Linked DNA regions of Sus scrofa: region 2 is linked to region 1. Evidence: chromatin contacts called from public Hi-C data. All regions are on one chromosome and are shown on one strand. Each heading gives the region's core, a stretch centred on a gene start, on an enhancer-like site or on the middle of the called end of the contact. The rest is flanking DNA. Distances are from core to core; before and after follow the strand shown. Region 1 has its middle 9.8 kb from the start of ACSL5. Region 2 overlaps VTI1A (vesicle transport through interaction with t-SNAREs homolog 1A).

Evidence for each region. Hi-C and Micro-C count contacts between places; a contact is called where the count stands out from the background.
Region 2: a Hi-C map of liver shows a contact between it and region 1, with 3 times the contacts expected there. The contact joins two enhancer-like sites. A contact is called at or near these places in 16 of 47 Hi-C or Micro-C datasets (blood, embryonic fibroblasts, heart right ventricle and 7 more) and 1 of 2 datasets of contacts at active chromatin or transcription factors (alveolar macrophages).

What each region holds. Positions count from the first base shown.
Region 1 is chr14:122,767,312-122,774,689 of Sscrofa11.1, forward strand. It overlaps the pseudogene LOC100626929. Among named protein-coding and RNA genes, the nearest start is that of ACSL5, 9.8 kb to the right of the region's middle. Within about 2 kb of position 2,485, at least 11 of the 83 cell types and tissues checked have an H3K27ac peak or open chromatin away from gene starts, as enhancers often do. A contact at or near this core is called in liver, where this site is marked.
Region 2 is chr14:122,859,760-122,867,137 of Sscrofa11.1, forward strand. It overlaps VTI1A (vesicle transport through interaction with t-SNAREs homolog 1A), which reads left to right. Exons shown (of 10, transcript XM_013983738.2): 4 at 4,100-4,210. Among named protein-coding and RNA genes, the nearest start is that of VTI1A, 15 kb to the left of the region's middle. Within about 2 kb of position 3,977, at least 1 of the 83 cell types and tissues checked has an H3K27ac peak or open chromatin away from gene starts, as enhancers often do. A contact at or near this core is called in liver, where this site is marked.

The sequences.
Region 1 (7,378 bases), core at 1,235-3,734:
GGCTCTGGCATAGGCTTGGCAGCTACAGCTCCAATTAGACCCCTAGCCTGGGAACCTCCATGTGTCACGGGAGTGGCCCTAGAAAAGGCAAAAAAAAAAAAGGAGACAATAAAACTTTGGTTTTGACTTCTTGTCGTGGCTCAGTGGTTGCAGGTTCGATCCCTGGCCTCGCTCAGTGGGTTAAGGATCCGGCGTTGCTGTGAGCTGTGGTGTAGATCACAGACTCGGCTCGGCTTAGCTCTGGCATTGCTGTGGCTGTGGTGTAGGCAGGCCGCCACAGCTCCAGTTAGACCTGTAGCCTGGGAACCTCCATATGCCATGGGTGCAGCCCTAAAAAGACAAAAAAAAAAAAAAAAAAAAAAAAAAGATAAAACCTTAGGTTCAAGTTCCAATCTGGGTTTAGGCTGGGTTCAAGTCCCAATCTGTGTTCTGGCTAGGTTCAGGCCGTTAGTGCTGTCAGTTTCAATAGGATAGTGGAATAAAAATTGAACTTGTATAAAGGGAGGAGACTGTGTTTCTTAGATCTGCAACAAAACTAGTTCCTTGGATCCAATAGCCACTCCTTTATGTAACTATACACATAGCACTCCCAGAAGGCTGCGGATGGCACACTGGACTTGGCGTTGATAAGGACACACTGCCTGTTTCTGAGAAGGTTTAGGTGAAGGAGGGAATCCTCCCTCCCTCCCGGGGATACTGCCTGTCTCATATGTACTTCAAACTTTTTTTTTTTTTTCTAAGCTTTTTAGGGCTCAGCATATGGAGGTTCCCAGGCTAGGGGTCTAATTGGAGCTACAGCTGCCAGCCTACACCACAGCCACAGCAATGCCAGATCTGAGCCTAGTCTGCAACCTATACCACAGCTCACGGCAACGCCGGATCCTTAACCCACTGAGTGGGGCCAGAGACCGAACCTGCATCCTCATGGATACTAGTCAGTTCGTTACCACTGGTCCATAATAGGAACTTCCTGTACTTCAAACTGGTTTTTTGTTTGTTTGTTTGTTTGTTTGTTTTTTGGCTTTTTGCCTTTTCTGGGGCCATTCCCATGGCGTATGGAGGTTCCCAGGCTAGGGGTCTAATCAGCTGTAGCTGCCGGTCTACACCACAGCCACAGCAACTCGGGATCTGAGCCAAGTCTGCAACCCACACCACAGCTCACAGCAATGCCAGATCCCTAACCCACCGAGCAAGGCCAGGGATCGAACCTGCAGCCTCATGGTTCGTAGTCGGATTCGTTAACCACTGCCACAATGGGAACTCGTGTACTTCAAACTCTTGACATTCCTCCTGTGCTGCTGAGATAGACTCTTCCTCTGGCCTGAATGTGTTGCTCTTTCTCATGTGTGTTTTGTTTTTGTTTTTTTTTGTTTGTTTGTTTTTTGTCTTTTTGTCTTTTTAGGGTTTGCACCCGCAGCATATGGCATATGGATGTTCCCAGGCTAGGGGTCTAACTGGAGCTGTAGCTGCTGGCCTATGCCACAGCCACAGCAACGCGGGATCCGAGCCTCATCTGTGACCTACACCACAGCTCACAGCAACACCGGATCCTTAACCCACTGAGCAAGGCCAGGGATCGAACCCACAACCTCATGGTTCCTAGTCAGATTCGTTTCTGCTGCGTGCCACAACGAGAACTCCCTGTTCTCATTGTTATTATTTTTTGTGTTTTATTTTGTTTGCCAGGAAAGAGTTTTTGTTGCCTGAACATTTGCTTTTGACAACCTGGAGATTCTAATCCATACTTTCAAGTTTTCTTCTGGCTACAGAACTAACCTGAAGTGTGGCAGGTTGGTCGGCCTAAATGTCAGATTTCTGATCTGAAGATTTCTTCTGTGGTCTTTGATCCTGCCTCCCAGATGACTGCCCCAACCCCCCGATTAACCTTAGCTTGAAGAGCAAAAACTTCCAGAAACTGGTAGGGAGGAGGGGCAGCTGCCTGCTCATATCAGATACTGAATGATTAACATGTATTCTGAGAACACCTTTGTTGTCACAGTGTCCCAAACACTGAGCAAATGTGCCCTGGCCTTAATGCATCTTTCTCTGGTGAATATACACTCCCCCCCCCCCCGGTCTTTTTAGGGCCACACGCGCGGCATATGGAGATTCCCAGACAAGGGGTCGAATCTGACGCAGGATCCAAGCCATATCTGTGATCTACACCACAGCTCATGGCAACACTGGATCCTTAATCCACTGAGCAAGGCCAGGGATCGAACCTGTGTCCTCATGGATGCTAGTCAGATTCATTTCAACTGCGTCACAACGGGAACTCCTGATTATATGCTTTTGACCCTTGAGATTGATAGGCTTCTCCATCTGAGACTGTGGTGGGGGGCTGGGGGCTGGGTAGCACAAGGCCTATTGTCTGGGCGGCGTCTCTCTGGTGCTTTGCCATCTAAAGCGAGGCAGGATGTCCCTCTGGCTCCCCCACCCTCTTCTGCTTCTGGTCTGGAGAGACCAGAACCCCTCCCACTTCCTGGCGTTTCCGCTTGGCTCTGTCACAAGCTCCCAAATAGCTCCCTAGCCAGGGGCTCCGTTCTGTGGGTCCAGGGAAGCAAGGCTGCAAATCAGAGGACAGCTGTCCTTAAAGGCTTGGCAAGGGGGAGGGTGTAAGCAGGCCATGCACCCCCCCCACCCCAAATACTCATGCTCCCGTCCTATTTCTCCCACTCTTCCTGTAAGAGGCAGTATAGCAGAATGATTGGGAGCACAGGCATGAAATGAGACTTACGCCGACTGGGGAAAGTTTTGTATTATCTGAAGCTGGATTTCCTTCTTTCTCTTTCTTTTCTTTTGCCATCCCTGCAGTATATGGAAGTTCCCAGGCTAAGGGTTCGAACCAGAGCTGCAGCTGCAGACCTACGCCATAGCTACAGCCACAGCCACAGCAATAGCAGATCTAAGCAGCTTGAAGCAACGCCAGGCAACACCAAATCCTTAACCCACTGAGCAAGGCCAGGAATCCAACCCACATCCTCATGGATACTAGTTGGGTTCTTAAGCTGCAGAGCCACCATGGGAACTCCCGAGATTTCCTTGTTTTTAATTACCCTGATGAGCTCAGGAGAGGATTAGATGAAGTCGGAGATGTTGACCACATAGCATGGTGCCTTGCATGAGATGAGAGTCAGTGCATAGTAGCAGTTTTATAATAAGAAACTACTGCTTCATTCAAGAAGATCATGGCCTCTCCAGAGGATAAGGACGCCGCTTTCTAAGGAACAGGTCAAAGACACCACTGTCCTCAAATCCACCCAGAGCAGGTATAACATGTTTACTGCACTGCTGACAACTTGCCGTTTTATTCTACAGGCATGAAGGCAGGAGACCTTTGGTCTACGTCAGTGCTGTCCAAGAAAAACAGAGTGTGAGCTACTTATGTAATTTTAAAATTCTCAGTGGCCAGATTTAAAAGATTAAAAGAAACAGGTAGGATTACTTACCTAGTTTTATCTGAAACATTATTTCAACATGGAATCAGTATGTTACACACTGAGATTTTGTAATTCTTACTAAGTCTCCAAAATTTGGTGTTTTGTACTTCAGTACGTGGTAACAGAGACTTTGTTCATGTCAAGTGCTCGGCGGGCCACATGTAGCCCCTGGTTTCAGTACTGGATATGGCATGTCTAAATCTTCGTTCTGAGCTACATTTCTAATTAGCTGCGAAGCTGTGATGGTTCCTATGGGGTTATTGAAGGTTCTGGAAATTTGGAGCTGACACTCTCAGAGCCCTTTACACTCTCCATCAGATATTTTTTTCTTCTTTTTAAGGCTGCCCCTGCAGCATATGGAAGTTTCCAGGCTAAGGGTTGAATGAGAGTTGCAGCTGCCCGCCTACACCACGGCCACAGCCATGCTGGATCCTAGCTGCTTAGGCAACCTACACCACAGCTCATGGCAACTCCGGATCCTTAACCCACTGAGCAAGGCCAGGGGTTGAATTTGAATCCTCATGGATACTAGTCGGGTTTTTAACCTGCTGAGCCACAACAGGAACTCCTCCATCTCATTTTTAAATGATATCAGGAAGGAATCTCTTGCTGATTAAGGAGCAAGTTGCCCTTGTCACTGTGTCCCAACCTGTGGATATCATGACCCTGAGAATAGTAGCGTTTATATAACACACTGAATCCCCTAGGTGGGGCTGGCTGTAAAGACACCCTGCACCATGAGGGCTGAGGCATCAGTGTCCCTTGGCCCACCAGGGTGCCATGGCTTGCCAGTCCAGAAGTTCAGACCCAAGTCTGCAAGGCAGTCCGCTCTGTCTCTGTTGTTTGGGAGAGGGGAGGCAGACCTGGGGTCAAGGGAAGCTTTTTATTGTAATTGTGCAAACACCATTCTTGGCAACCAAGTGCTCAAGCTTAAGTAACACTTCTTTCCCACAAAGAATGAGCAAGTGGCCTTAAGAGCTCAAGTGCCCCAGCTATTACTTTCAGTGACCCCAGTTGAGTAAAACAAGCTGCTCCAGACACCGAGCTATGGGGTCAGCTTCTGTGTGGCTGACGGTTTGGCCCAGAATAGCACTGTGGCCACTGCCAGCACAGCAGACCACAAAGCATAAAGAGCCAGGGACTGCACAGCTGAAAGATGCGGTGCATTGCCCCCCACTCCCAGCCCCACCCTCACCCTGCCTTTAGCGGGGGTGGCATGAAGCCAGGCTCTGTGTGGAGAAGGTGCTCAGAGGCAGGAAGGATGTCCAGCCAGAGGGGAAGCCCAGGTTCACATGGCTGGCCTTGGGTTCTCCTTCCTCCAGGGTGATGGTTCTTAATTGTCTTTGAGACACCAAAGTTCCCAAGAGAAATGCATATACAATTGCATGAGATTGCAAGGGGTTCAATCCTTAATCGCAGATAGGTACTTGGGCTCCAGACTCAAGACTACCTGAGTTCAAAATCTGCCTTTAAAACTCTGTCAACTGTTGAGCCATGTGCCTTGAGCAAGTTAACTCGACCTCCCTTAGACTTTGCTGCAAAATAAGAACTTCTGCAAAATAACAAGAACCTCTTCATAGAGCTGCCGTGAGATTAAATGAGATCAGATAGCTCAGTGCGGTGCAGCTGCATGGGAGGTGCTTAATAATATTCATAATTATATCATCTTGACAGCCTTCGGAAAGGAGCAGATCTGAGAGCCTGAGATTGCTCCTCTGTGAAGTGTACTTTGAGTGCCATTAGCCCTTCAAAACATCAGATAACCACGGAGAGGGTGGGTATGGAATGCCAGTAATTGGATTGACTGGTTATGGCACCTTGTTCAGAGTTACCTTCGCCCCTTTTCACATCACAGGAGAAGGGTAAACTTCCAAATCGGCTCTGCTGCGTGGGAAGCTAAAGGTCAGTCCATCACAGCTTTAGTTTTGCCCACTTTGTGTCATCATAGCCTCTGCCTTGCTGTACAGCTAATGCTAGGGAGGGGCATAGCCTCTCTTCCATTCTGATTCATCATGACTGAGTCCACATGAATGGGTTCAGCCTATAGCTCTGGACACTCCTTCTCATTCTTGCCCATCTTCTAAAGACTTGGATTAGTAGAACAGCTTCAGATCCTTCCTAAAAATGTGTTCCCTGTGCCCCACGTGTCTCAGCTCCTCCAGACCCCTTCGCGTTCTCTTCTCACCTCCATTTTTAGTTCTTTGCCCTCACTCGGAATGCTGAGACTCTGCATTGTTGAGTAGCTGTTCCAGCCTCTGAATCCAATGAAATATTCTAAAGCAGAGGCGCCAGAAGTGCAAGATGAATCACCTGGTCTCTGAGGGGCAGAGGTTTTGTTAAAAGGAGAAGCTCCACTTTCCTCTAGAAGGACTTCATGATGCTTCGGTGATGTCTGGAATCTGGAAACATCCCAAAGACCTTTAAAGAATATTTGGTGCCCTGACTGGGTCACGTCTCCCAACCTGCTCCAACATTTTCTCTGTCACTACTCGTGCTCCAGAAAGTTCTCCTTTTCAGGAACAAGCTGCAAATCACCAGGCTTTGCAACATAGCCAAGAAGTTGTTTTTTGTTTTTTTTTGTTTTAAATGCTTGGCCCCACTGTCATCATCATTTTCTTGGGAGGGTATCATACCTTCTCCGAGTCACCGTCTTTTCAGCTGCACAAATCATAACTACTCGGCAGATTTCCTGGCAGCCACCGAAGTTTTGGATGTTGAAGGTGTTTTTCCTTCTGACCTTATACCTGCCGGGTTTGTTCAGGGTTAGTGTGGAGGTGTTTTATAAATTGGAAGGAGCTATATGCATGCTCAGTGGTGCTATGTAGTTGGCCTGCTGAGAAGGTCTGTCTTTCCCTGCTTTTAAGACCAGGAGAAACCTGCTGGTCTTAAAAGAGCTGCCAGCCCCTATGGCAGGAGCTTATCTTCGCTGTTTCCAAGCTGTGTTACACAGCTCTGAAATGTTGGTCTCTGGTCTTCTAGAACTATTGTGAATGAAATGTCCCTATGAAAGCGGAGGAAATGTGTACAATGCCTGTCGTGTCAGATTCCTCCCCTTGGGCACCTCACCTGTGAATGACATAAGACAGCAAAGGTTTGCACTCCTTAGAGGCCAAGGCATGCCTGAACAGGAAAGGAATTTGTTTTTTTATTGATTTCTCAATACATATGGCTCTGAAGAGGGAGGGAGAAGTGGAGGGTGTTGCAAAGCCTTATTGAACATGAGGTGTTTTGTTTGTTTGGTTTTTTGTGGTTTTTTTTGTTTGTTTGTTTTGCTTTTTAGGGCTGCGCCTGCAGAATATGGAGGTTCCCAGGCTAGGGGTCAAATTGGAGCTGCAGCGGCTGGCCTAAGCCACAGCCACAGCAACGCCAGATCCGAGACCCCTCTGTGACCCACACCACATCTCACGGCAACACTGGATCCCTAACCCACTGACTGAGGCCAGGGATCAAACCTGTGTCCTCATGGATCCTAGTCAGATTCGTTTCCACTGTGCCACAACAGAAACTCCTGCTTTTATTTTTTCCTTTTTTTGTCATTTATTTTCTTTTTTTGCATTTTTAAATTATAGTCGATTTACAATGTCATGTCAATTTTTCCTCTACAGTAAAGTGACCTAGTCATATACATATATACACACACACATATTCTTATTCTTATATCATCCCCCATCATGTTCTATTCCAAGAGATTAGACACAGTTCCCTGTGCTGTACAGTAGTAGGACGTCATTGCTTAGCCATTCTAAATGTAATAGTTTGTACCTACTAACCCCGAACTCTCAGTCCATCCCACTTCCTCCTTCCTCCCCCTTGGCAACCACAGGTCTGTTCTCTATGTCTGTTGAGTCTGTTTCTGTTTTGCCGATAGGTTCATTTGGGCAATATTTCAGATTCTACATATAAGTGATATCATATAGTATTTGTCTTTCTCTTTCTGA
Region 2 (7,378 bases), core at 2,727-5,226, 94 kb after region 1:
AATGTCCACCTTCAATTTTACTCCTTCATAATACTTTTTGTGATAGCGATAAGTAGCTAACACTTGTTAAAGGCATACTGGTATCAGACAGTGGGTTAAGCATATTACTTGCTTTATAGTATCTGATTTTCACAAAATTAAAAACCAAGTGAGACAGGTACTATTGTCAAAAACTGTTGAAAATGGAGATTTGCCTTATTTGCTCACTCACAGGTGAGCTTGCCACAGTTTCATGGATGCTGATGGAAGATGAGAGATTCCTAGGTCAGAGACAAAAGGCTTTTATTACAGCAAAAGCAGCTGCCCAAGTTTCTGCAGGCTTGTGCCAGTTCTCAGAGCCCCAGTTCCCATGGGGCTGACACAGGTTTGCCTAGGAGAATGCCAACACTTACAGCCCATTATCTCAGAGGACAGTAATGTGGAGCCAGGCAAATATACTGCTTTCTAGCAGCCTGTAGCAAGCCTTTTCTTTGTCCCCAAGAGGCATTTATTTCCTACCCACAATGGCTCCCTGCCTGGGAAAAGAGTGGTCAGGGCTCTGCATTCTTGACATGCCCAGCAGGACAAGTAGAGGCCTGAGAGGCGCACAGAGGAGTGATACTCAATACCATCATTACCTGCATTTTGTGGATGGCGAAACTGAGGCTTAGAAAGGTTAAGTAACTTGTCAGTAAGTGGTGAAATAAGGATTTGTACTTAGGTATGCTAAGCCTAGAGCTCTAGCTCATCCAGTAATTTTTGCTACAAATAAATTTACAAGTCAAGGAGCAAAAAATATCAAAAAGTATTGTGTCCTCGTTTTTTGGTTTTATTTTTTGGCTTTTTTTTTTTTTTTTGAGCTGCACCTGCGGCACATGGAGGTTTCCAGGCTAGGGGTCTCATCACAGCAATGCCAGATCTGAGCCATGTCTGCGACCTACACCACAGCTCACAGCAATGGGAACTCCCTAGGTTTTGGCTTTAAAGCCAGGTATTGCAAGTATGATTCACTTTGTTACTGCCTTGTGGTCCTAAATGAGTGTGCTGCTTTTCTAAATACTGACAGGTACTACTACTTGGTGTTCCCTTCGAACTAACTGATATACTTAGAGCAGTTTCCCAAAGTGGTTTCTCTTGACTGGTACTGCCTATTCAGATTAGTTTGGGAAACTATAGCTTAAGCAGAATTGGAGGCCAGGTCTTTTCTGTTACTGTTTTTCTATAAATCTTTCTTAGACCCTTAAGTAGGATAAGAGGTGCACTATGAGGGGCAGCATGTCCCCAGCTTGTTTGCCTGAGTAACATTTGTTAACAGGACCTTACCCGGGGGGCTGCTGCTCCCAGGGTGGGTCTGAAGAAATAGCTGGGTGTTGCTCTTCTTATACTGCACACATTTCCTTTGTGTCTTCGCGTGCTCAGGCAGCAAGGTGCTGAGCTGCTACTCTTCCTGTCTCTGGTTCTTCTCTAGCTGTCAGAACGCTGATGCTCCCCTCACCCTGTAAGGTCTCCTTCCCACGGCACTGTCTACACAGAGGCAGCTTCGCTCCTAACTCCCCAACTTCTCGTGTTTACCTCCCTTTTGAAAGTTCTCCCCCCTGCTTCCAATAGTTTTCTCTTTCCTTTCTTTCCTTTTGATAATCAACTGTTTCTCTCATGCTTCCTGGCCTTCAAGTGAAAAGACTGGTCTTTTATACACCATAGCTGCCACTCAGGGCATCTCTTCCTTCTGGTTGGCAGGCTTACCATAAATATACCCCATCAATTTTTTGGACCTTGAATATCTTCTTATACTGCTGAGTTTTCAATTGCAGGGTTTTTGGGGTTTGTTGTTGTTGTTGTTGTTGTTGTTGTTGTTGTTTTCCCAGCAAAATCTGTGTTTTGGCTCATTGGTTGCCTTCTTTTGGGGACATTGATTTACTTTATGATGTTAGGAAGCTGGTTTCTGGATAACCAAGGTGTTACTGTACCAAGAAGTATAAAACCTAGTTATATCCTCATGGCGCTTGTAGTCACCTCCAGTTGTTACTAACGTGAGGAGTTTTGTCTTAGATGTGTGTTTCGTTTTGTTTAAAATGACGAGGCAGCTGATTTACTTAATTTTGATGACATCCTCGTTAAGGACACTGATCATTACATTAGGTACTGTCCTTTTGATGTGGACCCTGGGAGAAAAAACTTCATTATGATTTTACTTACTAGGATTAGTTATATTTCTGCTGAACAATTTGTATTAATCCCTTAGACACTGCCCGTCTTCCACTTGACGTTGGCCATGTGAATGTTGTGACAATATGGAACCAAAACATCCTAGCCTTATTTCTGGTTTCATTTAAAGTGTTTGTTGTCTGTTTCTTCTTTTTCTTCTTACCTGCTTTTGATTAGTTTTAAGTGTCCTTGTAAAATGCCTGAAACAGAAATGTAGTTAACACTCAGATTTTCACTTACATGTACTTTGCAGTTATTTGTCTGCATGATTCTACTCAACCTTATTAGAACTAAGTACTAAATGATAATTTTGGAGAAGTGCTTTAAACAATTGCCTTGCTGAATCACAAATTTATTGGGGTATCATGTTTATGTTGAGACATGTTAGTTTGGGGATCTAATCGGAGCTGTAGCCGCCAGCCTACACCAGAGCCACAGCAATGTGGGATCCGAGCCACGTCTGCAACCTACACCACAGCTCACAGCAACACCGGATCGTTAACCCACTGAGCAAGGCCAGGGATCGAACCCGCAACCTCATGGCTCCTAGTCGGATTCATTAACCACTGAGCCACAACGGGAACTCCAGAGACACATCAGTAATTTAAATGGTTACTGCTTTACATCAAGGCTAGTTAAAACTGTCACTTTTTTTCATTATAAAAATTAAAGTTTGTGAATTGAACCATAGTTTTCTGGTTTATCTGAGTTCTACTATTGTTACTCAGACCCTAACATTAGATAAATAAGTTTTATTAGTGCTAAGCATAGTGTTCATGGCAATAATTTGAGAATGCTTGAAAAAGCAAAATATAGGGCAACAGTTTTGGATGTGGGTTTATTAGACATGGCCTGAGCCAATCTGTAGTTGTTGGTTTTTATTTCTTAAACAACCTGTGATATCTTGGGTCGTACTTGCTGTATTTCTTCTTGATCATCAGTAATCATGACTACTGTTGTTAGCATTAATCTAGTGATTACCAAGTAAGAGGCACTGTTCTAAGCCCATTATGGGAATTACCCTGTTTACTCTTTACAGCTGCCCTACAAAAGACATACTATTTTTAGAAATGGGAAAAGTTAAGAAACCTGTTCATAATTGTCTGGAAACAATAAAAATCATTATAAAGTAAAATAAAATAAATTGAGTTACTAGTAAGCAGAGGAGCCTACGCTCTGAACCCAGGCATCTGACTTGAAAGCCTCGTTCTTCACCATCATACTCCTTCTGTATGGCCTCCGGGTTTTGCTCATGTGTTGCTCGTGTGTTGTTTCCAAAGTGTTATGTCATGACAGTGTTAGAAAGTGCCTCGCTGGGATTTCAGTGAGCTTGTGTAATTTAACATGCTACTGTATCCATTTAATGCCCTAGCAACATGTTTATAAAGTATAAGCCTAAGGCCAAGATCACAGATTGATTGGCATGGGATTTTACCAATCAGAAGAGACTTTCCAGGAGAACTTTCACCAGACGACTTAGGCTGGGCTGGGAGACTAATAGTAGAAATAACGATGTGGTTTATCTTCTCATAGTTCTGATGGTTCGGGGGTCAGAAGACCAGACCAGGTTGGGTTGAATGATAGGATACTCCATGGATTGTAAAATCATTATTATTGAGGACATTTGGACTGATGCCTTTGTCTTTAAAAAAAATTCTTGACCAAGTAAGCACTTTGGCACTCTATGTGTCACTTGGCAAGCCCTCAGTACCTGTTCGTTGACCTTAAAAATTGAGCACAGAAGTAGCCCTAGCGCTCATCTGACCACAGGCAGCTGGCTCCCTGGGCCTGATTCCTCAAGTTGTGAAATGCGAAAATGGAATTGGAATTCAGTCCTCTCGGTGCTGAATGTCTGGTCACATGGAGAGTAAGCATACGGTTTAAAACAAATCATGTTTTTCTCTCATCCTTCCAGTTGGAACAGATGGACCTGGAAGTCCGAGAGATTCCACCCCAAAGTCGAGGAATGTACAGCAACAGAATGAGAAGCTACAAGCAAGAAATGGGAAAACTTGAGACAGATTTTGTGAGTCAGATTCCATCCTTTGTTCTACCTACCAGTCTTTACACCAAGTTTCACCTATTTTTTTAAAATTTGCCCCCCACCCCCACCCCAAGCCTCAGTCAGTCAGCAGTAAGTGCACTGTGTTTAGGGGCTTGTGCCCAAGACAAACAACAGCTAACAATGACTTGGGATCTAAAAATGCTTATAGAGCTGCTAATAGTGGACTTGAGGGTATGTTGAATTCATGACTTACAAAAAAGATTCAAATCTCGTGGATTTTTTTTAGTCTGGACAGTCTTTATTGGTATTCAGCATTTATTAGAATTTTAAAATCCAATTTTGGGCCTTTCAGAGTTTGCAGCCTTTAAGATACAGTGTTTATGGATGGACTTCAAAGGCTTGTGAATATCCTGAAATTATATATATATATATATATATATATATATATATTTTTTTTTTTTTTTTTTTTTTTTTTTTTTTTGCCTTTTTAGGGCCACACCTGTGGCATATGGAGGTTCCCAGGCTAGGGGTTGAATCAGAGCTGTAGCCGCCAGTCTATGCCAGAGCCACAGCAACTTGGGGTCGGAGCTGTGCCTGCGGCCTACACCACAGCTCACGGCAATGCTGGATCCTTAACCCGCTGAGCGAGGCCAGGGATTGAACCTGCATCCTCATGGATGCTAGTTGGGTTCGTTAACTACTGAGCGACGATGGGAACTCCCCTATATCAGTATTTTTGGGTGTATGTTTCTATTGGTATTTTTTTTCTGGGATAAGCTCCACAGCCTTTATTTTTAGAGTCTTAAAAAGATAAAATTACACTCCTCCCTGCCAAAAGACAAAAGGAACTCAATAACTCATATAAGGGATCCCTTTGTATCAGTTGTCTCCTGAAGCCACTTAGCTTTCTCTTCCTCTATATCTGACTCTCAACTCCACCCACTTCATACAAATTTCAGAATATAAATGTAAAACTATGATGTTAACATCGTTAATAATTAGAAAGTAATAGGAGTAGGAAAGATACAGGTCATAATACTCAGCCATTAAAAGGAATGAAATAATGGCACTGTAGCAACATGGATGGACTTAGAAATTATCATGCTAAGTGACGTTAATCAGACAGTGAGACACAAACATTATATGCTATCACTTATATGTGGAATATAAAAAAATTTACAGAACAGAAACTGACTCACGGACTTTGAAAAACTTATGGTTACCCAAGGAGACAGGTTGGGGGGGTGGGATTTTAGGGTGGGATGGTTGTACCTATAAACATATTAAAATTCACTGAATTAAAAAAAAAAGGAAGAAAAGATACAGGTGAGCAATTCCGCTTCTGGATATATACCCAAGAGAATTGAAAGCCTCGATCTTGAAGAGAGATTTATATACCCATGATTGTGGCAGCATTATTTGCTCTACTAAAAGATGGAAACAACCCAAGTGTCCATCAACAGATGATCAGATAAAATGCGGTGTGTGTGTATGGTGGAATATTATATAGCCTTAAAAACGAGGGAATTCTGACACATGCTATGACATGGATGAACTTTGAGAACACTATGCTAAATGAAATAAGCCAATCACAAAAGACACATGCCATGTTTCTGTTTGTATAATGTACCTAAAGTAGTTACATTTATAGAAAGTGGGTTGGTGGTTGTCAAGGGCTGGAGGGAGCTACTGCTAAATGGGTACAGAATTTCAGTTTTTTTTTTTTTTTTGTCTTGTTTGTTGTCGTTGTTGTTGTTGTTGCTATTTCTTGGGCCGCTCCCGCGGCATATGGAGGTTCCCAGGCTACAATCGGAGCTGTAGCCACCGGCCTACGCCAGAGCCACAGCAACGCGGGATCCGAGCCGCGTCAGCAACCTACACCACAGCTCACAGCAACGCCGGATCGTTAACCCACTGAGCAAGGGCAGGGATCGAACCCGCAACCTCATGGTTCCTAGTCGGATTCGTTAACCACTGCGCTACCACGGGAACTCCAGCAATGTGAATATTTTTAACTCTATTGAACTCTACACTTAAAATTGGTTAAGATGGTCAATTATATATTATGTGTATTTTACTGCAATTAAAACCTTAAAAAAGTTTTACCTGTGAGTGACAGGAGTCAAGTGTGTTGGCATGTAAACAACTGTATTTCTGACCCGGGGGTCCAAATTCATAAAGAAATTCAAGAATTTATACAGGTCTTTTTGCCTCTGTTCCTTCCTTAGGTGTTTTACCTTTGGAAGCTACATCTCCTAAACTTCCCACCACAAGGTCAATGTACTGAATCTCCTAGAAATTCTACCCAGAGTCTGGAAATAGGGTGATTTGTTATTTTGTGTATTATTTTATTTTATTATTTTATTTTTTAGGGCCACAACTGTGGCATATGAAGTTCTCAGGCTAGGGGTCGAATAGGAGCTGCAGCGCTAGTCTTCTCCACAGCCATGCCACATCTGTGACCTATGCTGTATCTTGTATGCAACACTGGATCCTTAACCCACTGAGCAAGGCCAGGGATCGAACCCACATCCTCATGGATACTAGTCGGGTTCTTTACCTGCTAAGCCACAACAGGAACTCCTGCGTATTTATTTTATATTATAATTTTTTTTTTCCTGAGAAGCTGAGATGGGCTATCCAGTGACTCATGCATTTATCTTTTAAGTTGTGTCCTATTAATTAAAAAGGAAAATTGGAATCCATGACAGGCCTACATTCAGAAAAGAAATGTAACCATCTTGCTTCTATGCTCTATACTAGATAAAACTTTCTTTAACTGCTTTGTGAAAGGCAGTTTCTTGCAGCAAGAATATGAGACAACATGAGAAAATCTGGATTGATATAAGAATTGGACAACTCAAATGTATACTTAGACAGTTCTAATTAAAGTTAATGGATTAATTAAGCCTTCATGTTTCTCTGTCTAGATGATGGTAGGAGCCTCCTTCCGTTCTTCTCCCACCGTAAACCCCTCTCCACACCGCTCTAGAAGTATCTAACACACTGATCTGAATATGTCACCCTCTTCTGCAAAATCCTACAGAGCTCTGTGGGAACCGAATAAAATTCAGGTCAACTTCTAGGCTTTCTATTCTGTTCCATTGCTTCTTTACATGTCTAGAAATTTTATTAGTATATATTTGATGTTGTGGATCCTATATCGTTAAAAACCGAGATTTTGTCAGT